Linked DNA regions of Mus musculus: all the other regions are linked to region 4. A link is a contact called in public promoter capture Hi-C data. All regions are on one chromosome and are shown on one strand. The core of a region is the stretch at or near the end of the contact, and the rest is flanking DNA. Distances in the headings are between cores, read along the strand shown. Region 1 holds the start of C1galt1c1 (C1GALT1-specific chaperone 1). Region 2 holds the start of Mcts1 (malignant T cell amplified sequence 1). Region 3 holds the start of Lamp2 (lysosomal-associated membrane protein 2). Region 4 holds the start of Gria3 (glutamate receptor, ionotropic, AMPA3 (alpha 3)).

The links. Promoter capture Hi-C pulls out the DNA fragments that hold promoters and counts their contacts.
Region 1: a contact with region 4 is called in a promoter capture Hi-C map of hippocampal neurons, with 10 times the contacts expected there. The contact joins the promoter of C1galt1c1 here to the promoter of Gria3 in region 4. A contact is called at or near these places in 4 of 39 promoter capture datasets (cranial neural crest, hippocampal neurons, maxillary cranial neural crest and 1 more).
Region 2: a promoter capture Hi-C map of hippocampal neurons shows a contact between it and region 4, with 11 times the contacts expected there. The contact joins the promoter of Mcts1 here to the promoter of Gria3 in region 4. A contact is called at or near these places in 5 of 39 promoter capture datasets (cranial neural crest, frontonasal cranial neural crest, hippocampal neurons and 2 more).
Region 3: a promoter capture Hi-C map of embryonic stem cells shows a contact between it and region 4, with 10 times the contacts expected there. The contact joins the promoter of Lamp2 here to the promoter of Gria3 in region 4. A contact is called at or near these places in 1 of 39 promoter capture datasets (embryonic stem cells) and 1 of 9 other capture datasets (pancreatic islet).

The regions. Positions count from the first base shown.
Region 1 is chrX:38,630,548-38,637,504 of GRCm38.p6, reverse strand. It overlaps C1galt1c1 (C1GALT1-specific chaperone 1), which reads left to right and starts at 2,362. Exons shown (of 2, transcript NM_021550.3): 1 at 2,362-2,527; 2 at 5,382-6,722. The coding sequence starts at 5,388. The coding sequence ends at 6,338. It overlaps Gm52440 (a long non-coding RNA gene), which reads right to left and starts at 2,217. Exons shown (of 2, transcript XR_003953098.1): 1 at 2,076-2,217; 2 at 1-137. It also overlaps the pseudogene Gm18436.
Region 2 is chrX:38,598,971-38,605,887 of GRCm38.p6, reverse strand. It overlaps Mcts1 (malignant T cell amplified sequence 1), which reads right to left and starts at 5,417. Exons shown (of 6, transcript NM_026902.4): 1 at 5,110-5,417; 2 at 3,807-3,959; 3 at 3,215-3,312. The coding sequence starts at 5,120.
Region 3 is chrX:38,453,403-38,460,200 of GRCm38.p6, reverse strand. Lamp2 (lysosomal-associated membrane protein 2) reads left to right here and starts at 3,741. Exons shown (of 9, transcript NM_001017959.2): 1 at 3,741-3,952. The coding sequence starts at 3,898. LOC115489130 (a long non-coding RNA gene) reads left to right here and starts at 3,959. Exons shown (of 2, transcript XR_003953097.1): 1 at 3,959-4,895.
Region 4 is chrX:41,399,714-41,406,270 of GRCm38.p6, reverse strand. Gria3 (glutamate receptor, ionotropic, AMPA3 (alpha 3)) reads right to left here and starts at 4,873. Exons shown (of 16, transcript NM_016886.5): 1 at 4,616-4,873; 2 at 3,312-3,470. The coding sequence starts at 4,706.

The DNA.
Region 1 (6,957 bases), core at 1,113-3,612, 2.8 Mb after region 4:
ACCTTTGTGTCTGTTCATTTTCAGCACTTGCCGGTTGCATCTCACCTATACGACCTGGCTAAGGGATGAGCAGTAGACAAAGTGCTCTTGATCTGTCTTCAACTTCCCACTGGTGTGGAAATTCCACTCGTTTCAATCTACAAAGGAAACTTCAGTTGTTTCAATCTTTATAAGGCTGCACCATGTGTTGATTTTCATTGCTAACATAAGTATTTAATTATACATAATCACACAGAGAGGAAAAAAAGAATCAACACTCACTCCCTGTCAAATAGTGTGCTACCAGCAAAGAGAGAGGGCAGTGCTGGCCGTAGAAGGCTATAAAACGAGGAACTTTTCCTAGCCGTCTCTGGGAATGAGTCCAGTTTAGGAAATCTATGAGAAAGCATTGGAAATGAATAGATGAAAATTGAATTCACTGGCCGGGCTTCATTCAACACAAATGTAAATAGAGATTTGGCAAAAATAACCCAGTACCTAATTCAAATGAGAAAACTTTCACTGTAATGGAGGACAGCTGATCCTTTGAGTAAGAGGGCAAAAAAAAAAAAAAGGAAAAAAAAAGGAAAAAGGAAGAAGAGAAGAGAGGGGAGAGGCACTGATATTCACAGTGCCACTGAGAAGGGATTACTGGAGAGACTGAAACAAAGTAGTCCAACAGTGTTCCCATTCATGACTTTCACAAGTCTCTGGAGAAACAGAAGGCAGATGCTGAGGGAAAAGATGAGGAAGATGTGGGCCAAAGAGTTTGTGGAAGAATATGAGGTGGTGTTTGGTTTTTTTGTTTGTTTGTTTGTTTGTGATATGGATAAATTGGATGCCAGCCGTGAAGAGGAAAAAGGAAAGGCACTTAATGCATAGCACAAAGACAAAGCCCTCTTCAAAGGCCTGCTGCAGAAAAACCAGGCCCGTGTAGAATATGTGCAGGACACAGACAGAACCACTCCATTTGTCTTTGCCTTGTAAACAGCACTGAACACTGGGAATGTGTTTAGCTCAAACACAAACATGCCACCCCCCAAAAAAAGAAAAGCAAGGTTTGTCAGGAATATGACACCCCGATTAAGATACTACTGCCAGAATAGTAATTTCTTGCAATCTAGATGTCATTACAAGACTTCCTGAACTTTCCATTGTACTTAAGGCATTGCCAGTCACCACTCAAATGTATGAGTTTCCAGGAATTCAGGCCCAAGTCACTTCTCGGTGTTCCCCGAACCAAATCTAGTGACAGAACCTTTTGAATAGCTATAAGGCTGGCCTTTAACTGCTAGTCCTTCTACCTTGGCCTCCCTAGTGTTGGCATTACAAGTGTGACCGAATAGCACCAGCTACAAAAGAGCACTTCAAGAGACTAGGTATGCCGGCTAGTGGTGGTGCATGCCTTTAACCCCAGCACTTTGGAGGCAGAGGCAGGTGGATTTCCGAGTTTGAGGCCAGCCTGGTCTACAGAATAATAATTTCTGTTAATAATAATAATAATAATGTGAGTTCCAGGACAGCCAGGGCTATACAGAGAAATCCTGTCTCGAAAAAACAAAAAACAAAACAAACAAAAAAAATGAGACTAGGTATTTATTGGGGGGTTCTGTAGTCCTACTTTGACCTGGAGTCTACACTCAACTCTGCATTTGACTTATTGGCTAGCCCTTTGAAAGCACCCCTTATCCTGTACTGGGCTTGGTTCTCCATCTGTATTTCTAACACTCATTAACTCCTCAAATATTTGCTTATTGCATCCTGGCACTATCTGCTAGCAATACAGGGTGGAATACACAGAACCAACATTTACTGAATGCTTACTTTACACTTCACCTTTTGCTAGGGGAGTTATGTACACTAACTGATAACCTGTGAGATATTTTCCAAACACAACAAAGGAAGGAACAGAGGCAGCGTGAAAATGAAGTCACTTCTCCAGGATAGCAAAGCACTTGGCTGAAGGATCACTTCTAGGCTATGTGGCTTCGAAACCTACCACCCGTGTAACCACAGCCAATTCTTGCTCCCCAAAGCGATGACAATTTCAATGACTTGCATTTTGGTTCCAGGCCAGGAATACTGGGAGGAATTACCTTCTTGTCACCACAAGGGTACCAACACATTAGAGTAGGTTAGAGGAATGATCTAGAAATCTACATCAGGTAAGCAGCAGCTCTCTTCCGCACTCCGGCAGTTTCCACGCCCGTAGGCAGACCGAGGAAGGGAGCGTGGGCGGGCCTTAAAACACGCACGCCCCTCGGGGCATCCCATTGGGTACAGCTGAGCATGTCGGGGCGGGCCCTTTCCGAGTCTCACGGAGCCCGCCCCCCACGCCGTTCCCAGCTCTCGCCCCGCCCCACCCCGCCCCGCCCCGCCCCCACCCTCGTCAGCTTCCTCTGTTGCTCCGTCATTAATGACACCAACGAGAGGATACCGCCTGCGTCTAGAGCAGCCTGGTTCCGAGCGTAACAGAGTGGGCCTTGGACCTCTCACGTCCAAGCCTCGTGAGGCAGCGCTTTCCTGCCCTGGAGCCGTTCTAGATGCGGTGAGTGCCAAAACCTCGGCCCCCACTTCAAGCACAACCCAGAGCTACTGCTTCCCTCCCTCCCCTGGGAAGGCCAGGGCCCTAGCCTGGGCCCTAGCCCGTTCCCAGCATGCTCCACTAGGGATGCCTTGGCAGGTGCGGCGGGAGGACCCAGCGGGAGTGGGGAAAGCAGCCTTCCGAGAGCTTCTCCCTTGGCCCTTCAGTGGGACACTGATATCCATCCTGGTACCCAGTCTCCATTTTGATCTCCATCCACTTTCTCCTTCTAAAAACAGAAAAAGAAAGAAAGTTTGTCGCAAAAACATACTTTCTGCTTTCTCTTGTGTGTGCGTTTTAAGTTCCCTCCTCTGTACAAAAATATCCCATCGTGCGGATTGTTGGTGTTACTTTTTTTTTTTTAATTCCTCAGCGGAGAAAAAAAAATGTTAGGATAATTTGTACAAATAATTTTGTGTAGAATTAGTAGACGTTTTGAGTTTTAATAGTATTTTTGCCGTTAGGAGGAAAAATTCTGGAAATTTTTGACACAAAATCATATGAAGGTACTTGTCTGGATTGTTGAGTATTGGCCAGAAATAATGATCATGTGATAAGAACTGCAATTATAACAAGTAATATAAAGGTGAACTTTACAATGCTGTTTTGAGGCATAGCTTTTCTGTTCTTTCTCCTTTCCTATGGGAAGTGTTTATTGACCAAGTTCTCTGGATTACAGAGGGAAACTACCATCTTGCCTTCCCCCACCCACTTCCCCACACACTCTTAGAAACTGCACCTGTCCTTCAAACAGCTGTCTTTGTGGTAAAAGTCAAAGTTCATTTCTTTTATAAGAAAACAATAGGAGCCAGAAGTGTTGCCACACACAAGTAATACCAGCACATGGACAAATGAAACGAGAGGATCACAAGTTCAAGATCAGCTGGAGATACATAGTGAAACCCTATCTCACATCTTAGAAAAGGGGACAGGAAGGGGGGAGACAGGGTCAGTGTAGTATCCTTGTAGCATTATGGGAAAATTTGGTGCAAGCATCAATTATGTTTACTAGATCCACATGTCGCGTTTATAGGTCACTTCTACCACTGATAGCCTTTGTGACTTTAGATCAGCTATTTAACCTTTATGGTTCTCCATTTCCCCATTTAAAAGAAGTCTTTGTGTGACACTAGAGGGGGTCCCAGCGTTGAGTATTAAGGTCAGATGGGGCAGACATTTGGTAGCCTGCTCTATCACTCTCCCCTTTATTCTTCCTGAACCAGGAAATATGTTGAAGGCCAGCAGGCCCCAATGAGCTCCTGCCTCCAACCCCACAGTGCTGGGGTTAGACATGGCTTCCTGCCTTGCCCAGCTTTTTATATGGGCACTGGGTATGGAACTCAGGTCCTCAGGAAACTCAGGTCCACCGAATCATCTTTCCAGCCCCATTTTTTTTAAATTGACACATAACTGGACATATTCTTTAAATGAGAGAAATGACCTCAGGTAACAGCTTCTAAGGTCCTTTTCAACCGTAAGAGACACCGTGGAAGTAGAAGGAGTCCAGTGAAACTTTGAAGAGTTGCAGAAGAGACTGGGGAACATTCAGTCTTGACGAGCAACAATGTAAACCATAATATTGTCAGCTGTTTTGTTTACATTGGCTCTCCTTCCACTTTCTAATTGAAATTAAAATACAGAAGGTTCCCCTCTCCTCCTTTTTATTTATTTTTTAACTTTCTCAAGGAATTAAGTATCTTTCGAGGAGCTAAAAATAGTCACAAATGTTCCCCAAATAATGCCTATATTGACTTCTTTCTCCAAACAACTTTCCATCGTGGGCTTTTATTACATCATTAATTGATATACTATGTAGTAAGACATTTAGTCTTAGGGGCAGAGTGTTAATTATAACATATGCTACTAACCACATGAAATGTGTTTTAGATTGCTTAAAATACCTCAGGACATTAACTACCAGTTAAATCAAGCAGTAGGTTGAAGGAGAAATTTGATACTGGTGGTGGTGGTGGTGGTGATCATCATCATGGTCGTCATGGTGGAGGAGGAGGTGGCAGTGGTGCTGGTGGTGATGGCTGCGGTGGTGGTGGCAGCAGCTGAGGCAGAAGTTGTGGTGGCTGTAGCTAAGGTATGGTGGTGAGAAACCTTTAATTCCAGCACTCAGGAGGCAGAGGCAAGTGGATCTCTGAGTTCAAGGCCAGCCTGGTCTACAGAGTGAGTTCCAGGACAGCCAGGGCAACACAAAGAAACCCTGGGCCAAAAAAAAAAGCCAAAAAATGAAAGAAAGAAAGAAAGAAAGAAAGAAAGAAAGAAAGAAAAGAAAGAAGGAAAGAAAGAAAAGAAAGGAAGAAAGAAAGAAAGGAAGGAAGAAAGAAAGAAAACGAAGAAAGAAAAGAGAAATTTGAGTTTAAATTGAGTATCTGTTCAACTTACAGGTCTGGATGTAGAAGCTCTTTTATAATTAGCCAGAAGTACTAACAGGGCAAGTTTGCCATACAAAATATTTAGAGAACGATGGAAAAACATTGTTTATCACATTAGTTTCTAGGCTAATGCTTTCACTTGCCACTTTGTTAAATAAATGATGGATAAAATTACTCCTCTACACATACATACACACACACACACACACACACACACACACTACAAATTCCAATCCTTGAATGAGTTTCTATAATGTTGCAGTTTCGACCCAATGCCAGTGGAAGGATACTGAGTACTTGTCACAGTATGCTTCTCACCTGATTTTAAGCATGTGGACCTTTGGTTTTTAAACATTAAGAACAAATGTAAGTATATGAGAAATAACCAAGTAAAATTATTAGACTATGTATTTGAAAAGTCTTTTTCTTTGCAGGAAAAAATGCTTTCAGAAAGCAGTTCCTTTTTGAAGGGTGTGATGCTTGGAAGCATCTTCTGTGCCTTGATCACTATGCTAGGCCACATTAGGATTGGAAACAGAATGCACCACCATGAGCATCACCATCTGCAAGCCCCTAACAAAGACGATATCTCGAAAATTTCAGAGGCTGAACGCATGGAGCTCAGTAAGAGTTTCCGGGTATACTGTATAGTTCTTGTAAAACCCAAAGATGTGAGTCTTTGGGCTGCAGTGAAGGAGACTTGGACCAAACACTGTGACAAAGCAGAATTCTTCAGTTCTGAAAATGTTAAAGTGTTTGAGTCAATTAATATGGACACAAATGACATGTGGTTGATGATGAGGAAAGCTTACAAATATGCTTATGATCAATACAGGGACCAATACAACTGGTTCTTCCTTGCACGCCCCACTACTTTCGCTGTTATTGAAAACCTCAAATATTTTTTGTTAAAAAAGGATCAATCCCAACCTTTCTATCTCGGACACACTGTAAAATCTGGAGACCTTGAATATGTGAGTGTGGATGGAGGAATTGTCTTAAGCATAGAATCAATGAAAAGACTCAACAGTCTTCTCAGTGTTCCTGAAAAGTGTCCTGAACAAGGAGGAATGATTTGGAAGATATCTGAAGATAAACAGCTGGCGGTCTGCCTGAAATACGCCGGAGTATTTGCAGAAAATGCCGAAGATGCCGATGGAAAAGATGTGTTTAATACCAAATCCGTTGGCCTTTTCATTAAAGAGGCAATGACTAACCAACCAAACCAGGTAGTAGAAGGCTGTTGCTCTGATATGGCTGTTACTTTCAATGGACTGACTCCTAATCAGATGCACGTGATGATGTATGGGGTGTACCGGCTTAGGGCATTTGGACATGTTTTCAATGATGCATTGGTTTTCTTACCTCCAAATGGTTCTGAGAATGACTGACAGAAAGCAAGAGCATGCATTTAGTAACTATATTACGACATGGTATCATTTTTAATTGATGACAGATCTAACATAGTAATATGATTCTTTTTCTTATCTTTTACCCATTGAAGTCTGCTTGTACAATGTCAAATGGAATGCTGTTTTTCCCTTATATCATTCCTGAGAAATTTAAATGTATTAAAAATAAATGTTTTAAAAATAGCAATTTTTCAAACACATATTTATAAGTATATTTATGTGATAAAGACTAAATTATAGACATTGTAATCTGTGGTGTATCTTTGCTTATTGGTTTTAAACTTATGTATCATTTTAGCTTTGTAATATATGTAAATGAGACCTCTAGAGAATTTGTGATTAAAGAATACTCGTAGCCCTGTGTTTCTATTACTTTTCTGTGGGAGCCTCCATGCTTGAGAAAGTTAGGAGCAGGGTCTCACTGTGTAATTCAGGCTGGCCTAGAACTGGCAGTTCTCCTTAGCCTCCTGAGTGCTAGTGTTAATGCTGTGTGCCACTGTGCTCAGTTGTTTCCTTTACTTTGTATTCTTTAAGGCATACCAGTGCCAAGGGATTTGCTCTCCCTAAATATACAACCGATTAAGAAAGTGTTCATTAA
Region 2 (6,917 bases), core at 4,168-6,667, 2.8 Mb after region 4:
TAAAGGCAAAGAACATAAACAAGTATTTTCCCAAATTACAGTACTGATGGTTGCAAGATAAAAGCCAAACCACTCTTCTTTACTGATGAAGTTGTTAAATATTTTCAAGAAAAGAGTGTAGCAATAAGCATTCTCATAGACTACAAGGTTTGTAAATGGGTATGGACCTCCTTTAGGACGACTTAGCAGCATACATTGAAGCCTTGAAAAAGAGATCTACTCATTGACCCAGTAACTCTACTTCTATGAGTCTGTCCTAAAGAAAATGGATGGATATGCAGTATATTAGATAGATATTCGTTCCAGCACTAACATGTAAAACATAAACAAACTGAGATAGATCACAATGTCCAACAAATGAGGTAAGATATAAACAACTTAAGGTATGTCAATAAGAGTAATGAAACTATAATAAACCATGCTTTTAGAGAATACTTAGTGCCTGGAAATATTCACAATAAAACATCTGAATGAAAAAAGCAGAAATAAAATACTCTCAAAAAGATCAGTAACCAGGTAAACCAACCGGTATATTTAGAGGAGTAAATTTATTCTGTATGATAGTGAGTGCTAGACACTTGACATTTTGAACTTTTATGACTAATAACATCATAAATAGTATATCACTAACTATAAAATGCATATTAACTTATCAATGCCAAATCTTAATAGAGAAAAAAAACTAAGTAGCAAAGAGCCCAATTTTAAAAGAACAAAAAGCCAGGCAGTGGTGGCGTATGCCTTTAATGCCAGTACAGGGGAGGCAGAGGCAGGGGGATTTCTGAGTTCAAGGCTAGCTTGGTCTACAGAGTGAGTTCCAGGACAGCCAGGGCTATACAGAAAAACCCTGAAACCCTGTCTGGGAGGGGTGCTTAGCAGTATAGTAATATATACCTAGTATGCACAGGGTCCTGAATTCAATCTCCAGGACAAAATAAAACAAAACAGGAAACTTTTGTATATAACATAGGAAATAAAGTGGAAAAGAGTATACCAATGCACTAAATATACTTAGAGTATAGAAATTCGTGTGCTCATTAGTTTCCTATTCCTGTGATCTCCCAGATTTATGTGCATATATTCTTTTTATAGTCTTTAAAAAAAGTATCTCTACGTGTATATCAATAACTTATAAACCAATGATTAAAGAATCTCTAGGGCTGGAGAGATGGCTCAGCGGTTAAGAGCACTGGCTGTTCTTTCAGAGGTTCTGAGTTCAATTGCCAGCAACCACATGGTGGCTCCTAACCATCTGTACTGGGAATCAATGCCCTCTTCTGCTATGTCTGAAGACAGGGACAGTGTGCTCATATACATAAAATAAATAAATCTTTAAAAAAGTAATCTTTAAAAGGCTTTCACAGGATAAATAGAGGTGCTTGCTTGTTTTGTTTTGTTTTTCTGAGATTTATTTAGGTATATATTTTATCAGTGTTTCATCTGCATGTATGCGCACAGAGGAGGGACTTGGATCCCATGGAACTACAGTCAGACAGTTGTGAGCAACCATATAGATGCTGGAAATTGAAGTCTGGAAGAGCAGCCAGTGCTCTTAACTGATAAGCCATCCATCCAGCCCCTAGAGAAGGAGTTTTTAAGCTTTTCAAGGTTCCTAAAAGTAGCCAGGTGTGGTAAAACAACTTTATAATCCCAATACCTGGGAGGTAGGAGCAGGATTATTAGAAATAGAAAACCAGCCTTGGCTACCTAGTGTCTGTCTCAAGGAACAATAACAAACAAACAAAACCTCAAACAACAAAACAAAAAATTATCCCCATTGCATCAGGATATATATATATATATATATATATATATATATATATATATATATATAGCATTCTTCCTGCATGTAGGCCTGAAGGCCAGAAGAAGGCACCAGATCTCATTATTAGACTATTGTGAGCCACCATGTGGTTACTGGGAATTGAACTTGGAACCTCTGGAAGACCAGCCTGTGCTTTTAACCTCTGAGCCATCTCTCCAGCCCCCAGGATTTAATTTCTATCAGGTCTTAATCTGAAAAAAAAATCAATGCTTAACTGAATAATTAATACTTAGTTTTATAAATATTAAAATATCTCACCTGCTTAAAAAACTGCCTAACAGTTTTGCTACTCCTGACCTCTGTAACACTAGGCAATTAAAAATTTAATCCCAGCACTCAGGAGGCAGAGGCAGGTGGATTTCTGAGTTCGAGACCAGTCTGGTTTACAAAGTGAGTTCCAGGACAGCCAGGGCTACACAGAGAACCCTGTCTCAAAAAACCAAAAAAAAAAAAAAAAAAAAAAAAAAAAAAGTTTATCTCCTTGTGGTGTGGTTGAATGACTTTGGTTTTTACAAGGAGATAAATTCATTTAATCACCACCAATACTCATCATCAATAGAGCCTATAAGTCACTACCCTTCCTTCTGCCTCTTGGCAACAATACCAAACTGAATAGGAAATATTTGCTTCCATTTGAATAGTTCTTGTTCATTGGAATTATATCTTCAACTTTTTGTAATATATTCAAACTAACAATCTGTAAATGTATATATGAAATAAACATTATTTAATGTCAAGACATCTATCCATGTATTTAATTAGTAATAAATAGGATTTCCATTTTTACCCAATGCACAGATAATTACAGAACTCTAGTAACAAACTTAAATGAAAATGTTTAAAGCCCTTTTTTAGTTTATGTATATGTTTATAATTACACAGTGGTCTATTCTTCCAACTACAATAAGGACAGGAAACTATGTCGTCTGTCTTTGCTTATAATTGTATTTCTTAATAAGTAGCCCAGTGCCTACCACATATGAAGTTCACTAAAAGCCGGGCAGTGGTGGCGCACGCCTTTAATCCCAGCGCTTGGGAGGCAGAGGCAGGCGGATTTCTGAGTTCAAGACCAGCCTGGTCTACAGAGTGAATTCCAGGACAGCCAGGGGGAACACAGAGAAACCCTGTCTCGAAAAACAAAACAAAACAAAAAAAACAAAGAAAGTTCACTAAATAATTAATGAATTAATATTTCTGGGGTCTTTGTTTGGGAGAAATGCATCACCCTATAGCCCAGCCTGGCCTCAAAATTGTATCAATTTCTTGTCTCAGCTTCCTAAGCTCTGTGATTCCATCTGTGAGCCACCACTCCATGCTTTTATGGAATGGATGAACTAATGAATGCTTCATTGGAGGGAAGGGACTTTTTCTAATGTATAAGAGACTTACATTTATGAAGTAATCTTAAAGTTGGATAAAAAGGCCCTTCTCTTTGTCTAAAAAACAGTAATTCTCCATTTACTGTAAGGATTTCTATGTGTTCATGGCTGTAAGACAAATGTCACAGAGAACAAAGTTAGATACTTTCGTTCAAAAATGGATGTAAGTCAAACATCCTATAAAAATTATAACATGAAATATGCACATACAAAGATACATTAAGCTTATTTTCCAGTAAATATTCTGACCAAAAAATACCTGTCCGATATAGAAAAAAAGAGAGGAAATATGACATGCTACAGCCAATTTCATTCTACATTTTATTATTGTAATTCCACTGTCAAGTATAAAATAAATCTCAAGAGCAAACTGAAATAAATCGACTTATAAATAAAAACAAGTCTTTGATAAAACATTACACAAAGTAGCATTTTCATATACATAGATAAGATTTGAAAATAGAAATACAACTAACTTTTAGAGTTAACTCTGTCTATTCTCATCATTGCTCTATCGATAATAATTCCATTTAGAATGAAAACAACCTAACCTTTGATATTCAGCTACTCTAATCTTTACATGGAAAAAAACAAGGACTTACCATCGGACAATTTTCACAGGGTCTTTCTTAGGCATGATTTGATTAAGCCATGGTTCAATACCTGGAAATTGCTCTAGCAATTGATTTTTAATACCCTTAATAACCGAGGTTTTCAACTGGATGCAGTTGGACACATTTTCTTTTTCATCAAATCTGGCAAATGATTTTTTTTTGAAGAGAAAAAAAAAGGGCATTGCTAAGCAGAAGAATCAGAAATCTAAAAGTAAGGTTCTAATTAATCATCTATTCCCAAGCAAGTACTCATGCTTAAAATAATTATGAAATAAATTGTTTTTAAAATACAAATTTCCATTTGTCTTATACAATACAAAACCAACGTGTTAAAGACAGTATTAGAATAAACTCTCATACATACTGCAATTATTGGGGGCAAAGAAATTGTTATGCTAGAATCTGTTGTCAGCTAACAAAAATGCCTTTTACTGAAAATTTCTGCTCAAAGGAAAAAAAGACTCCCATCTATTTAATAAAAATCTATTTTTTAATCTAAAAGAAACCTCACACATTAAAATACAAAAGACTAACCGAAGCATAACAAAAGAATGAGAGCCCCAGCAGGCTATGTAGTCTGTTGTTTTTTGTTTTTTTTTTTTTTAAAGAAATAGTGAGATAATTTTAAAATCCCTGTCCAGATTTGCTCAAATTTTCATGCACAAAACCCACCTTCCTTTGCCCATGTTCCCCTTTTTTCCTTTTGCGTCTATCAGATCTGGAAGATAAACCCACTGGATAGGTTTCCAAGGAAATTGGTCTTCCTTACACAGACTAGCACATAGGGCTACCACGTTGTTCTCAAGACAAGGTTAATCTAGCAGCTTAGCAATAGGCTTGACAGGCCAGCCGCTTGCTTCCTGTCACCCAGACTCCCTCACTGCCATGACCCAGGAAGTCAAGCCTTCCTTTTTTCAGTTCATAACTAATAAACATATAGCAGAGTGCAGGGCTCTCCTCTCAGCTGAGGATGTGCCCCTAAATCACAGTGCAAGGATGTGATTGGTAGAATACTAGGAATGGAGATAGCACTGCTGGAAAGGCAGAACAGGGCTAAGGAAAAAGGAAATGGGAGCGGGAGAGCCAAGCCCCGACTGAAGATTAAGGATGGAAAGCTTAAAGAAGTGGTCCAAGTCCGAAGTGAGCATAGTACTATACTTTACAAAACCTTAGGAAGTCAGGATGGCAGGGGCGGGGGAGAGAGAAAGAGGACCTTTGCTCTCTCCCTCTTCCCCACCCCCACCCCCACCGCCTTTCTAAGCAGCCAATGGAGGCCACAGCGTGTCCTTACTTCTTGAACATGATCCAAGGTGAAAGGGGCGACGATAGGGAAGGGCCCGGAATGGGAAGGAAATTGAATTAGGAAGGGTCCAGCACGAGGAAGGCCTGCACTGACAGTCGGAGCTGCTGTCGTTAATCCGGAAGGCGAAAACACTATCCGCTTTACGGCCCTTAGCGAAATCTGACTACTTCCGCTCCTCTCGACTCCACGTTGACGCTTTTGTCGGCTCCTTTTCAGTAACAGCTTAGTCTCCATTGGGGGTAGCCGAAAGGGCGGGACTTCAGAAGGAAGAAGTGATCAAGCAATTCTTTCTGGTTGCTGGAAGAATAGAGTGGGGGAGGGAATCAATCAAAGCAGAAATTGTGGCAGTCAGTTACGGGTTCCTCAAAGGGTCAAGATTCTTAGGTCTTTGTTGCCACCTACCACTATGCTAAATAGTTTGTAAGGATAATAGGTTTTGCTTCCTATCTGAAGCAACAGAGTGAATTGATGCCTATCAAGCTGCTTGAGCCTAGGCGAGCCTCATAGCTTCATGTTAAATTAATGTCAAAGTTGTCAGGTTCAGCAAATAAAATTACAAGATACCTAGTCAAATTTGAATTTCAAATAAGGTGAACACCTTTTGGTGCAAGTATACTTCATCTACGTTTTGACCTTGCTTATGCTAAGAACTACTTGTTTTTCTGAATTTAATTGAACAACCTTTTTTTTAATCTGGTAGCTATAATCATTGGACAGTGAAGTGCTGTCATAGAATTATCAAATAAGTCATCAGGTTGCTGTCCCCTGCTTCACTCTGATAGTTAAAAACTGAACTATAAATCAGGAATGTAACAGGACATCTTGGCACAAGCTTTTAATACCAACCAGTACAGGGATGGGAGTTGGGGTGGGGGTGGGGGCAGGACAGGCTGATGATCTCTGAGTTCAAAGCCAGCCTGGTCTACAGAACTAGTTCCGGAACAACTAGAACTACACAGAGAGCCTGTCTTGAAAAAGAAGCAAAACAAATAAAATTGATTTCTTGAACACAAACAAAAATGTAATTTCCTCCCAGGCATGATAACTCATGCCCTAATCACAAACCTTGAAGGGTTGGAGAAGACTTGAGACCCTATCTCTAAAAGAAAACAAATGAAAAAAGGAAAATAAGGTAATTCCCTTAAAGAATAAAAAGACTGCTGCTCCAGTAATAGTAGTCACAAGTGAAATGAAAAGATAAAGAAATACATTTTGGTTGTATGGTAGGGGGTTGTTGTTTGTTTTGTTTTGTTTGTTTTTCTCTGAGACAGAGTTTCACTATATATGCTAGCTGACCTGGAACTCCTTATGGTGATCAGACTGGCCTCAAATTCAGACGCCTGCCTGCTTCTGCCTCACTCGTACTGGGATTAAAAGCATGTGCCACCACATTAAGCTTTGAATACTTTCTAAAACATTTTTCTTAAAGATTTATTTATGTATTTTATGTATATGAGTTCACTCTAGCTGTACAGATGGTTGTGAGCCATCATGTGGTTGCTGAGAATTGAACTCAAACCTCTGCTCACCCAGGCCCTGCTCACTCCGGCCCAAAGATTTATTTATTATTATGTGTAAGTACACTGTCGCTGTCTTCAGACACACCAGAAGAGGACATCGATTCCATTACAGATGGTTGTGAGCCACCATGTGGTTGCTGGGATTTGAACTCAGGACCTTCAGAAGAGCAGTCAGTGCTCTTAACCACTGAGACATCTCTCCAGCCCTAAATTTTTTTTTAAGAAAACAAAATTATGCTTCTTGAGGGTTTTCAATCAGAAAGGTAAAAAACGAAA
Region 3 (6,798 bases), core at 2,492-4,991, 2.9 Mb after region 4:
ATCTACTAAGAGCTGGGACTAAAGGTGTGAGAGATTATGCCCAGGCTCTTTCATTTCCTTTGTAGTGATAGTTTTAGTATGTACTATAGCGGGTCTCAACCTGTGGGTCTCAACCCCTTTGGTAAACTCTATCTCCAAAAATATTTACATTAGAATTCATAACAGTAACAGAATTACAGTTATGAAGTAGCAACAAAAACAATGTTATGGTTGAGTCACCACAGCATGAGGAACTGTATGAAAGGGTTGCAGCATTAAGAAGGTTTAGAGCCACTGATCTACTACATCACCAAAGTCAAGGCCTTGTGGTACAAGCACATGTTCCCAGGCATTTGGGGTGCTGTGGCAGAAACTGTAAATTTCAAGCCTGCAAGAGCTACAAAGGGAATTCAAGGGCAACCGGGGCAACCCTGTAAGACTCAGTTTCAAAGTAAAAATACAAAAGCAAGCCGGGCGGTGGTGACACACGCCTTTAATCCCAGTATTTGGGAGGCCATCCTGGTCTACAGAGTGAGTTCCAGGACAGCCAGGGAAACAGAGAAATCCTGTCTCAAAAAACCAACCTCCCCCCCAACAAAAGCAGAAGGGACTAGGACTATTGCCTAGTGATAAGGTGCTTGCCCAGTAGACACAGTACATCACATCCAACCTCCAACACAAAATAAATGATCCTCCATACGCACACAGGTGTATCTTTAAGCTGTTTATTCTGTTCCGTGGACTGGACCGTCCTTGGAACAATACTGTTATGAAAACGTTTTTAAATGAAAGAAATGAAAGAACATGCTCCTTTTTGATGATCTTTTGATGTGTCAGCAAGGCTAATTAACCAACCTAAAACAAGCCTAGTTACTGTGATGGTATTGTTCAATTGTTCTTGAAGTTCGTTAATCTGTTGACTTTAAGGAACAGGAGTTATGCCAGGTGAACTGTGGTCAGAGTGCGACTAGTTCAAAGGTATTTAGAAAAGAACTGCAGCTCCCTGAAGAAGAAAGACAGTGAGTGGGTGGGCCAAATCCAACTCATTGGCATTTTTGAGAACGGAAGCTCCTGTGAGAATCTGATGGCAGAAGGGGCTCCAGCAGTCTAGTTGAGCGTCGCAATGGTCCGAATCTACTTTGCTTTTGTCTCCCTGGCAAGTACTTACCTGAGACTCTTTTCCAAATGCCCAAACCAGTAAGGCAAAGCAAGTTGTTGGTTAAAATGCCATGTTAAAGAACATGCTGGTGTGGCAGGAATGGTAGGATGTGCTTGGAGTACTAGCTAGTCAGGGCTCTCCGGCAGGGGGATTTCTTGGACCTATCTAACATTTCAAAAAGCCAGTCTGGACAATGGAGTGAGACCAGGTCTCAAATAAATAAGAAAAGAGAGGAAAAAAAAAAAGAAAATGTGGTGTTCTGAGGTACAACTTTCATACTAACCACATGAGTCTGATGAGTGTGGCTTAAAAATGTATTTGTTAAGCCTTTTTCTTATGCTAGCCTTGGATTTCTGATAGTCCTGCTTCAGACTCCTTAGTGCTGGGATTATAATCATGTGCTACCATGCTTGACGAGAAGATTAATTAATTTATTTTAAAAATAAATTGTGGTAAAGCTATAGAAATTCAGTTTACAGAGCTATTTAAACACTGGGGTCCTGGGAGGGAGGTAGAGGCAGCTCAAGACCATCCCCAGTGGCCCTGGCTGTCCTGGAACTCACTCTGTAGACCAGGCTAGCCTCAAACTCACTCTGTAGACCAGGCTAGACTCAAACTCACTCTGTAGACCAGGCTAGCCTCAAACTCAAAAATCCCTCACAGAGATCCTCCTGCATCTGACTCTCTAGTGCTGGGATTAAAGTTGTTTACCACCAGGCCCCGTCAATATTGTCTTTTTTTTTTAAATCATAAATAACATTTGTGATTTATACACACTAATAGACTTCAGTGTGACCTTTTTCATACATTCGTAGGGCACACTTTGATTATATTCACTATATTCACAGGGTCTCTCTTTACATGATTCATTGTCCTAATACCGGGGAAAGGGTTTATCAGTGATCTTCCAGTCAGGCTGGATTGTGCACACACTTAATCCCAGCACTGGAGATGGAGGCCGGGGGATCTCTGTGAGTTCTAGGCCAGCCTGGTCTATATGAGATCCAGGCCGGCCAGGGCCATGTAGGGAGACCCTGTCAAAAACAACAACAACAACAGAATGCAGATTTGTGGTTATGAATATTTGGGTTGGAGTGGGGGACTGGGGTAGAATTAACTAAATCTATAAAGTTCCACAGAAAAATCCTCACCAGTGTCTCATGGAATTTCTGAGAATTCACTAAACTGCCCCCACAAATCTCTTCTTAAGCTTATTTTTAAATAGAGCCACAGATTAAAGATCTCCCAAACTGCATGACTTTGAAGCTATGTTTTAGAGCTTCTCTTTGTCTTTTTATTTGTTTGTTTGTTTTGAAACAGGGTTTCTCTGTGCAAACAGAACCTGGCTGTCCTGAAACTTGCTCTGTAGAACAGGCTGACCTCAAACTCACAGAGATCTGCCTACCTCTGCCTCTGGAGTGCTGGGATTAAAGGCATGCGCCACCACGGCTTTTAGTACTTTTCTAAGTGCAGTTCATGGGCCTCAGCATCAGAATCACCCCAGGTGTTTGTTTAGTAAAGGAATAAGACAGGATGGGAGGAGAAACCCTGCAATCCAAGCTACTAGGCATGCCGAGGCAGAGGAATCATATGTTCAAGTGCCACCTGAACTACAGCTATACTTTAAGTGTAAGGTCAAACTATTAGGCAACTTAGTGAGGATTAAACCTCAAACAAACAGTAAGCTTGTAGGAAAAAGGGCATTTGTTTCAGAGTCTCTAAGGCATCATCAGGTAAAATAAACAAAACAAAAACTACTTCCAAAATCCCTGAGAAGAGTGTGTGTGTGTGTGTGTGTGTGTGTGTGAGTGTGTGTGTTTTGGGAAGCAACATTTGAAGGTCATTGCTTTATTCCAACTCTGGAGTTTTACGTTAATGTTGTTTTCCTCTGTTGTTTTGAGACATGTTTGTTTACTGTTCACTTGGCAAGCGTACAGAATACGGGTTAGTATGAACTCATTAGAGAACATTAACTGTATTTGTATTCCAGATAGAAAAATATCTGGGAGTTTATGTATTTTGTAAAGAGTGTCTCTGGGTAGTAATGGGAGTGATCTTGATTTCCTTCTATTCTTATTTCTCTCTCTTTTTTTCTTCCTCTATTTAAAAATATGCTTCCTCTTTCTGACTTCAATTTCCCCATCAAGGAAAGAGAGTGTTATAACTTTGAACTTCAAGAGCATGGTCTGATCTGGTCGTTAATGACTCCATACCCCCTAGCTTCCCTATCCACCTATAGTATAAACTGTGTAGGTGGTCTCTATACTTGAATAATCGTGTATTATTTTTTACATATATTTTCATATATAAATTTACATACATATATATCTTGAGAGGCCTAGCAGCCGTTTTGTTGCCAGAAAAAATGATGCTGTTTGTTCTCAAGGACCTAGAATAGAAATAACCCACTGTCTACAAGCATCAAAGTTCCTCCTTTCCTGCTAGCCTTAAAAAAATGCCCTCCTCGCACAACTCTTTCTAGTTTAATAATGGCTGTGAACCAAAAAGCCAGGGCGTGGCCACGCCGCCCTCCTGCCCGGACATCACCGCCTCCCTCTCAGTTTCTAAGCATGCTGATTGGCTGAAAGGAATAAAGAACCCCGCCCCTGGTCTTATGACTCCAGCTGAAGCGGCGAGTCCAGGCTTTTGCGGTGCCTGGGTGCCTCGGTCGGTGGTCTCTCGTGCTTTCGCTTCCGCAGGGCTGCGAGGGGATTCGTTGGAATTGTCGGTCCGGTGGTCGCCTGGCCTGAGGGATCACGATGTGCCTCTCTCCGGTTAAAGGCGCAAAGCTCATCCTGATCTTTCTGTTCCTAGGTGAGTTTTCGGGCCCTCTGGTGTCTTTGAGCCGGGCCCGGGGGATCGGGGAGTTTCAAAGGCCACAACCTGAAAGACTGGTCTTTGAGAAGGCTTTGAGAGACCGAACAGCTGACACTGGGCGGCGGCGGCCCGAGGCGGCGGCGGAGGGGGGACGCGGGGGGGCCGGGAGGGGGGGACACACGACCTGGAGGAAGGCCTGGCCGTGGGATGGCCCGCCAGGAGGGCCTCTGAGAGTAACAGCGGGGCAAGTAAGGGGACGAGGGAGGACGACGTCAAGGGATTAGGCAAGAGGAGCGCAGAGTTCTAGACCTCTGGGCTAGAGAGAGCAACTTGGAAAAAGAGTCGGGGAGCAGACACCGGGGAGGCTTGGTTTCCTGGATCAGGGGAGAGTTTTAAAGATGGTGAAAAAAAAGTGTAGAGCGAGAAATGAATTTGGAACGGAAGGCGCTGTACCCTCGTGAAATTATTGGGGAGGGGGAGGGCATAGGGGGGTAGGTAGATAGGACAGTAGGGCCCAAGGGACAGAGACACCGTTTTGGGAGCTTTGTAGGTAGGACTTGAGGCTGGGAGAAGCAGTGATTGAAGAGCTAAGGAATGGCCTTGGAGTTTTGAGAGTGAAGGGATACACACACACGTACATACATATACATATAGTGACTGGGGCTGGAGTAACTTCCGGAAAGAAAAGTTATATCCAACCTCTGGAGACTAAAGGGATGAGTTGATAACTTTGGTGGGGGGTGAGTATCTGACTTAAAGGTGGTGAGGATCTCGGTTTTTTTGTTTCGTTTTGTTTTTTTTTTTTTTTTTGTTATTGTTGTTGGTTTGCTTGATTTTTGTTGCTTTGTTTGTTTTTCTCGAATAACTTTCGCTACTTCCTCCCAGCCAGACACCGGACAGAAATACCCCTAGATGCTAAAGCCGGGGAGCTTCCAAGATGGTAATTGTGTATCTGAGCTTTGTATATTCAATCCATTTTCTTCACAACCGCTTGGATTTTTTTTTTTTTCTGCTTCTTTTTTTTCCTCACTACAGGTCAGCTTAGTCGTGGTTTTAAAGTGGTGGGAAGAGTTGCTGGGTTAATAATGTTGGTTGTTTGTGATCTGTCCCAATAGACTTGAGAGTCCATAACAGCCTAGGCTTGAACTTTGATCCCAGTGTCCTCCTGACCTGATTTACTCTGCTCCTTGTTACCTTGTGCCTTCTGCTGTTTGTGCTTTAATAAAGAGATAGAAGAAAAAGACCCACCAGAATGGGCTGGAGATAGGCCTATTGAGGGGGCTTTGAGAAAGCAAAAGAATTGCATTTGTAATTCACATGTTGGTGGGATAGAATCAACTGGTACAGTGTGTTCTTACACAGTGGGCATTTGGCAATATCTTCTTAGAGGCATTAATTTTTTTCCATAATAGCTTTTGAGGTTTTTTTTTTTTTGAGATTGTATTTCAATTATATTTCCCCCTCCCTTCTCCACCTCTAAATCTTCCCATATACTTCTCCCTTCCCTTATTCAAACCCATGCCTTCTGTTTTTTTGTTATTAGATGCTTATAAGTATTTGTATAGATATATGTAGTCCAGAGGAATTTTTGTGTGTCCCACTGGGCAGCTTCGAGTGGATAGAGGCCAGGGATCCTGCTAACCTGCTTGCAAGGACAGGAACAGCCCCTCTCAAGAAAGAGTTCTCTCTTTCAACATCAGCAGTGCCAAATGTGAGAGCACAGCATCCAGTGGGCTCCTCCCGTGACTCCCAAGACGCTTACTAGGGAGCCTTTGGAATGAAAACCTTCCCCAACCATATTAAGGTCTTTCTTCTTTTCCTCCTAGACTTTTGCTTATACACAGTAGAGTTTTCTAGATGTTGTATACATAATATGTGCTGATATGATTCTATTGTCCTCGCCATTTCTTAATTTATCAACTTTCATTTCTAATACTAGTAAATGCCAGCAGATATAATTCACCTAAGCCGAGACTCTGTGACGTCTTCCATAGACCAGAACGTTCTGACTCTAATATATTTGCAGGCCCTTGATCTAGCTGACCATACTGTGTAAGAAACTCCTCTAACACTTCTGAAGTTGGGTCACGAGGCTTGGCACGCACACCTAATTCTTAGCCTTACCTGTGAGGCACTTACTGGCTGACCCCCAAAGAGAGGCTTGTTTGCAGTGGAAAACACCTTATCAGTGATGAGAGAACATCTGACAAAGGCCTATTAACCAGTAATTCCCTGCCAATTGAATCTGCACAAACATAATGCTGTTATTGTTCAGAGAAAGTGAGAAAAGTACATTACCTATGTGCTGGCTTTTGTGCCATTAATTTTTTTTTAATGAAGTCTTTTCTTTTGCATTTAAAAAAGCAGTACACGCTCATTGCAGAAAGTAAACAGATAAGGCTTAGTGCATAGAAGAACAGCTCAAACCTAGTGGCTTGTAGTTAACTAGATCCATCCTTGTAGATGTTTCCTGAGCTGATTCCATCCACAACTTCAGCAAGGGAGTTACAGGAGCAATAATGTAGGATGCAGGGTTGGGTTTTTTTTTCATATTTTTTGATTTATCTATATTTTATTTATGTATTTTTCTCTGCCTGTATGTCTGTGTATTACATGTGTCCCTGGTACCAGTGGCAGTTTGAGGGGGGCAATCATATCCCCCTGGAACTGGAGTTTGCACAGACACTCGTGAGTTGCCATGTGGGTGCTGGGAATCAACTGGGTTCTCTGGAAGAGTGATGGATGAGCCCCCTCCAGCCCCCACGATCTAGTTTTTAGGTCTGCACAGCTCTTCTTTCAGGCATATCCTGGTTTGCTGTCAGGCTGAGGAAGATTCTGCGGAT
Region 4 (6,557 bases), core at 3,624-6,123:
TGGGCGTGCATTGTTTCTCTTATGCACTAATCATGTGTGTGCCTTTCTATGTTTACGGAGGCATGAATGCTGAAACCGTTTTAGTTACAACGTCATTCTCTCTGCCTTTACCCGGCTAAACTTAAAAGTAAGGCAGTGGACTCTATTAATTCCTATGAAATGGGAACATGTGCTCTAAATCAGGTGAGTCTTTCTGCGAAACTTCCATTCTCTTCTGAGCTAAGATCCCAACTGAACCACCTTTCAAAGCCAGGGAGGCTTTTATTGGCCTCTTAAGGCACAGAATGAAGTTAGAGTCTGTCTTAAGCAAACCTCTTGAGGCTTGTGCAGAAAAAGAAAAGAAAAGAAAAGAAAAAGCTTGCTTGCTTGCTAGTAAAGTCTTTAAATAACTGGTGCCTAGGATTCATTGTGAGAACGACTTCTGAATACTTTGCATGGAGAAAGGTGACAGTGCAGAGGTGAAGCAGAGGGCAGGGGCGGGGACAGAAGGCATTACTCCTCACATTTCCGTTTTCCTGCATACCTATGCCCTAGAAAGTATATGCTTGCCCCAGGGTCGGAGATCCAGAGAGGAGATCAGCTTCAGCCCCAAAGAAAGCTGAAACTGGGAACTCTGCATGACAAGGAAGCTTATTTCATTGTTGCTAGTCCAGTTCCACACTGAACTAGATAGGAGGGCTACATAACCAGATTTGGACTCGTCTGAGGTTTTCACCAGAGTTCCCCAGATAGGAAGGCTAGAGGGCATTGATATTATTTGTTTCCTCTGTGGCATTGGTAATAATCACTTGGTGGACTGGCATCTGTAGTCATTTGCTTGGTTCAAGTACTGTTAAAATTGTTTGCTTGTATCTGACAGGTTTGACTCATACTTCCACAAAAACAATAAAGGCCATGGGGGCAGGGAGGATGGAACAGACATCGCCAACATTTCTCTGCCCACTTGAATTGTTGTTTTCAGAGGCTACAGTTGGACTAAGTATCTTTCTCACACTAAGCCACCAAGCAGCAGCTGCCAGGAGACAGCTTTGAGATCTACTCCCATTCAGACAATTGTGACTTTCAGACATGACTGTTCCAGGGACCAGAGAAGATGGCAGCTTCTCTCTGCTGTCTTCTGAGCTAACTGTCAAGTCTGAGTGTGCAACAGGCAGCTAGGCATACATCACTGATTTCTAGATTGTTCTCCCACGTGTGCCCTGGAAGTGTGTATGCCTGTGTGTATTTGACATAACTAAGGAGGAGGTTTCCTTTTGGTCTTGTTTTTCTTGCTGCTTAGTGAATCTAACCCCTTCTCTTACATTGTTAAGTGTGCAACTATAACCCAGCTTTGTAAGTAAGAGTGCTATGGGTTTAAGTTGAGAGATTCTGATCAGTTGGTTTCCCAGTCCCCTCACTGGCCACTTACTGTCCAATATGGATGGTTTATTACCTGTTCCTAAACCTGAGATTTTTTCTCATGACAGAGATCATTTCCTGACTGTTGTTCAGGTTCTGCTAGCTGGAGGCAGGCTGCTGAGTGTCAGAGCAGTTTGATCAGAAGAACAAAACCCAAAGCTTTGGAAATCAATCATTCCTGAGAAACCAAATGACCCTCTTAGCCCAGAGTTCATCAGTGGAAAGACAGGGAAGGGAGATGAAATATGTATTATCCCTTGTTAATGATAATGCACCCCGTTGGTTTCATGTATTTGGTTTTAAATCTGTTCTAATTGATATTTAGGAAACTGCCTTTCAGATTCAGCCTCTTGAGGAGATCGCAGTGCAGCAGGATTAAGAATCAGATGTGCCTTGTAAATGCTGGAGAGAGGTCGGGGATTACAAAAGGAAGACAGGAAGTATAGCCAGACATTTTGTAACTTTCACACTTTTTTTTTGTCAGTGTTGGAAAACTAAAGAATGTCAAATACAGAGTGTCTCAGAACATGTTCTTAAAAGAATCTGCACCTTCAGCTAAATTTTTCTGCAGGCGGATAACTGTTACATTTTTTGAAAAGTACTTCTTCCACTCCCCCTTCTCTTCAAGCCAAGACTTTAAATCCAATGAAATTTGCTCTTGAGGTCCTGTTTAAGGACTGTTAGGGATTGCACATTTTTGGAGATGGAAGGATTTGAAGAAAGTCATATACAAAGTTAAATTCCAACAGACATAAATACCATTTCCCAAAATGTGGTGAAACTTCAGATTTCAAAGCACACCATTCCAGAGAAACAAGACATACTTTGTGTTAAGTGGCTTCATTTGGGAGAAACTTTTAGTGAAACAAAGCTCTGATGAAGAATTCAGTGTTTCTCACAAAATGTTCTCTCAAGTTAAACACAACAAAACAAAAACCTGTGTCCAACAAGTTATTAACCATTTGAGTTCCTGTGGTTTTACTGTTAAAATTCCCCCTTTGAAAAGAGATAACCATGGGTATAAAGGTGGATTCCAGAAATGGCTTTGGGGCTGATGAAACTCCCCTTTTTAAGTATTCAGTTTTCCTGCTTCAAGCTTCTTCCCACAACCAACCTCTTGCTCTAAATTAAGAACTGTGTTGTCCTTAACAATCATGTGTGTGTGTGTGAGTGTGTGGCTGTGTGTGTGTGTGTTCGTGCACGCGTGCGCAGGCACGATAGCACAGGCAGGATTGGCTTTCCAAAAAGTCACCTGGGCACGGTCTTCCCTCTTGCTTTTAGGCTGACATGCATTTATCACTTGCAATCAGTTTGTAGTCTTATCAGTTCCTATCAGAGCACTCTGGGTAGCACAGAAAGAAAGAAGCCAGGGAATCCAGCCTGATCTATGCTTCAAGGTCACTTGTTTGCAGGGTTCTCATATTTTGTTCCTATGTGTCAGGCCATCATTAAACTCAGCCCATTCCGACCAGCAGACACAGCTTCACCACTCAAGTATTGCATGCCCCGCATTCTCTCAATCAAGGAGCTGCTGTTGCTTCTTTTTTAAAAATTCCATCTGAAATTTCCCTGAACAACCATGCTATTTTCTTTCTTTCTTTCTTTTCCCCCAACAGAAAAGGGTGCGGGGGAGAGAACACCACCAGTTTAGCAGGGAGGAAAGTGGAAGTTTTGCATCAAACATAATTCACCTCAGAGTTTTTGCCCACTGCTTTCAGCCCCGCAGCAGAATCCTTCAAGGTTGATTTATGCAACATGAACCCAGGATTGACAACTGCCTCAGTCTGCTTATTGAGGCAATCACTACCCACCCCCACCCCCAGCACACACGTTTGCAAAGCCCCATACATCACAAACAAAATGCAAATGAGGTCCCCTAAGGTCCCAAAGGGAGCCAACGCAGATCTACTTACAAGCATTAGTCACAGAAAAACTATTGGAGGAATCCAAGTGGTCTACGTGGTAGTTCAAATGGAAGGGCTTCTCAGTGGTGTTCTGGTTGGTGTTGTATAACTGCACAGCAAAGCGGAAAGCACTGTGCTCCTGTACCGTGTTTCTCATGAAAAGTCCACCTAGAAGCAAAGGCAATGGAGATTCGGCTTGTGTCCCCCCTACTTCAGCAGGAGTTAGAAAGTAACAAACAGGAGCTACCAGGCTACCTCAGTGTTTCTGGGAAGCTCAACTGAGGAATGATTTTTTTCAACCTGTGTGTCTTTCAAGACTTGGAAACTCTGCTTTCCACTGTGAAAAACCTGGGTTTTGTACACGGAGGAAACTAAAAAGACGGGAGAAAGAGGAGGCTGCTGTAGGGGAAGGATGAAGGAGCTAAAAGTGGGACTTGGTTCTTTCTTAAGCTTGAGTCTGGCCCCGAACCCTGACTCCAACCCCACCCCCACCCTTAGCCACACAGCTGGTTCATTTTCCCTCCTGGGGTACAGGGGATAGGGTGGGAAGAAAAACAATTTCGTTCCCCTTGCTGTCCCAATCATCCCCTATGACAATACAGGGGGTCAGTTCAGTAAAAGCAACAATTCTAACTTCTCTACTTGCAAATACAGGCAGAGGCGGGGAGAACTCCCTTCCGGCTACTGGAGCTGGTCTCCAGACAGACACAGCCGCAATTCATGAATGCTTGGTCTGCGTGACTTCCCTGCTTGCCCGACTCCTTGTATCACCCCCACTTCCCACCCCATCCTCCATCCACACAGCTACTTCCTTGGTCTGGGGGTTTCAAAGTGGGTTCCTTTTCTTCTAACACTGTCCTGTCTCACTGAAGCCTGAGACGCGGGACGGGGCGACCTGGGCCCAGGTTATGCGTCCTGGCGCGGCCAGACAGGCAGTATCACCCTGGGACAACTTCCAGTGGCTGCAAGCATGCCCTGGCAAAGTCCAGAATAGCGAGCTGAAAAGCCGCGACTCTTAGCCTCTTGCAGCATCCCAACCTCCAGCTTGACTCCCTTGCTCCTCGGTCAGAAAACCTGGCCGTCCACCCGCATTAGCCCCGGGAGACCCCTTCCCTCATCTTGGATGCTCCCCATACTCGTCAGTTCTTTGCAGCTCAGGTCTCCAATATCTCAGCTCAGTCCCCCATCCCTAGACACCGTCCCCAAACCATGCAGGACAGGGACTCATGTTGCGATACCCCCAGCCCCACTAGGGTAGTGGGTTTCAAATGCAGAAGAGCCTGGCCCCCTCTGGCTGGCTCTGGGGAGCTTACCTATGCTGATGGTGTTGGGGAATCCTCCGTGAGAATGACCCAAAAGCCCCAGGACTAAAAAGAAGACCGCCCGGAGCACGCTTTGCCCCATTTTCTTCTGCCTGGCTGTGCTACGCCTAAAACGAAGCTGACAAGAGCATGGGCGCAACTCGGGAGTCGTCAAAATAATAATAGAAAAAGAAAAAGAATTCGCCGGCTCTTACACCCCCTCCCCTCAACTTGCTCTCGCTCGCTCACTCTTCCTTTCCACCCCACACTAATCCTCCTCCGCCGCCGCCTCCTCCTCTTCTCTCTCTCTCTTCTCTCTTCCTCTCTCTCTCCCTCTCCTCTCTTCCTCTCTCCTCTCTTCCTCTCCCCCCTCCCAGGATCTCTCTCACACCCCCTCCACGCCCCCCCACCTCACTTCTGTCTTCACACCAATCTGGAAGGCGGGTTCATTGGCTGCAAGCTGGGTTCCCCAAAGCGATTTCTGAGAGAGAGAGAGAGAGAGAGAGAGAGAGAGAGAGAGAGAGAGAGAGAGAGAGAGAGAAAGGAAGAGAGAGAGAGAGAGAGAGAGAGAGAGAGAGAGAGAGAGAGAACAGACAGAGAGACAGGCAGAGACAGAGACCGGCACAGAGATAGAGACACAGGGAGACAGAAACAGAGAGAATTAAAACCGGAGCAAAACCAAAATCGTAAAAAAACAAAACAAAACAAAACAGGGACGAGATAAAGAAATAAGAAAGAAATTATAAAGAAAACCAAAGGGTTCCCCCGCCCTCGAAGATGGTGGATCTAAAGAGTGGGGAAGAAGAAAAGAGCTAAAAGCCTCAAAGGCTCAGCTCCGGTGAATTGGGTTCTTCCAATTGGGCCGGTAGGGGGATATTGATCAAAGTTGATCTGACGTGGAATTAAAGCCGCACACCGCTTAGCTCCACTGCAAACTGCAGCTCTGGACTGCAAAGCCTAGGCGCCGGCGTATGTCAACACCGGAGATGGGATCAACAGAAATACACCAATCCTCACGTGGACCAGACTTTCAAGCTGCAACCAGTTTCCTGTTTTTAAAAGTCTGCAGTGTCTCTACATCTGTATGTGCGTCTTAAAGATGAAGGGTCTTGAGGGGTGGTTAGTGGTTACTCTTGAGTCTTTGTGAAGAGACTCAGAAAAGCAGTTCCCATCACAATGCGCCCTAAGATGCTGCGCATGCCTGGTCTCTGCCGCTCAGCTCAGCTATTACAGCAGAGAGAGATCCGAGGGCAAGTGAACAACCCCCACCCGCATTCCCCCATCCCCGCAGCACTGGGAGGTGTGTCCCTCCCCCTACCCAAGTGCTGAGGCAGGTTTGCCAGCTGCGGGGGCTGTGACTGCTGACTGCTTTAGAGGGTATAGGAACATAGTATGTGTATGGAGGTGGGAGCTAAAAGGTTAATGAAAAGGACGCTCAGTCCTGCAGACCAAGGAGAGAAGTGTGGGAGTGAGCTGGGATGGGGGTGGGGATTGAAAGTTAAGGTTGGAGGAAAGTGCCCCTTGCTGCTTTGCTCCCTTAATGTTGACTTTAGGTGGATCAACTATTCCCTCCCCCACACTGAGTGCAGACTTCAGAGATTACCACTCTCACCCAACTCTCCTGCCTCTCTCCTAGCTAAGAGGAGAAAAGAATCTAGGAACTCCTACAGTTCACCCTAGGTCTTAGTGAGGAGTAGCCTCCTTCCCAGCAGTTTGTGTATGATCCTTTTGTCCCTACATGCCTTTCCAGAATCCTATTCCCCTCTTGGGACAAAAAGGTATCTCCTCTCCTGTCACATCTTTCTTTCCCACCTTATCTCTGTAAGACACATTTTTTTTTATCCTCTCTACATCTTCTGTTTTTCTTTTTATCTTCTTCTAGTCTGAGGGGATAAAATGAGCCTTTATGTCAGAGCAAAGCAAACTAATATACATGGGGCCAGGAATGAGGGAC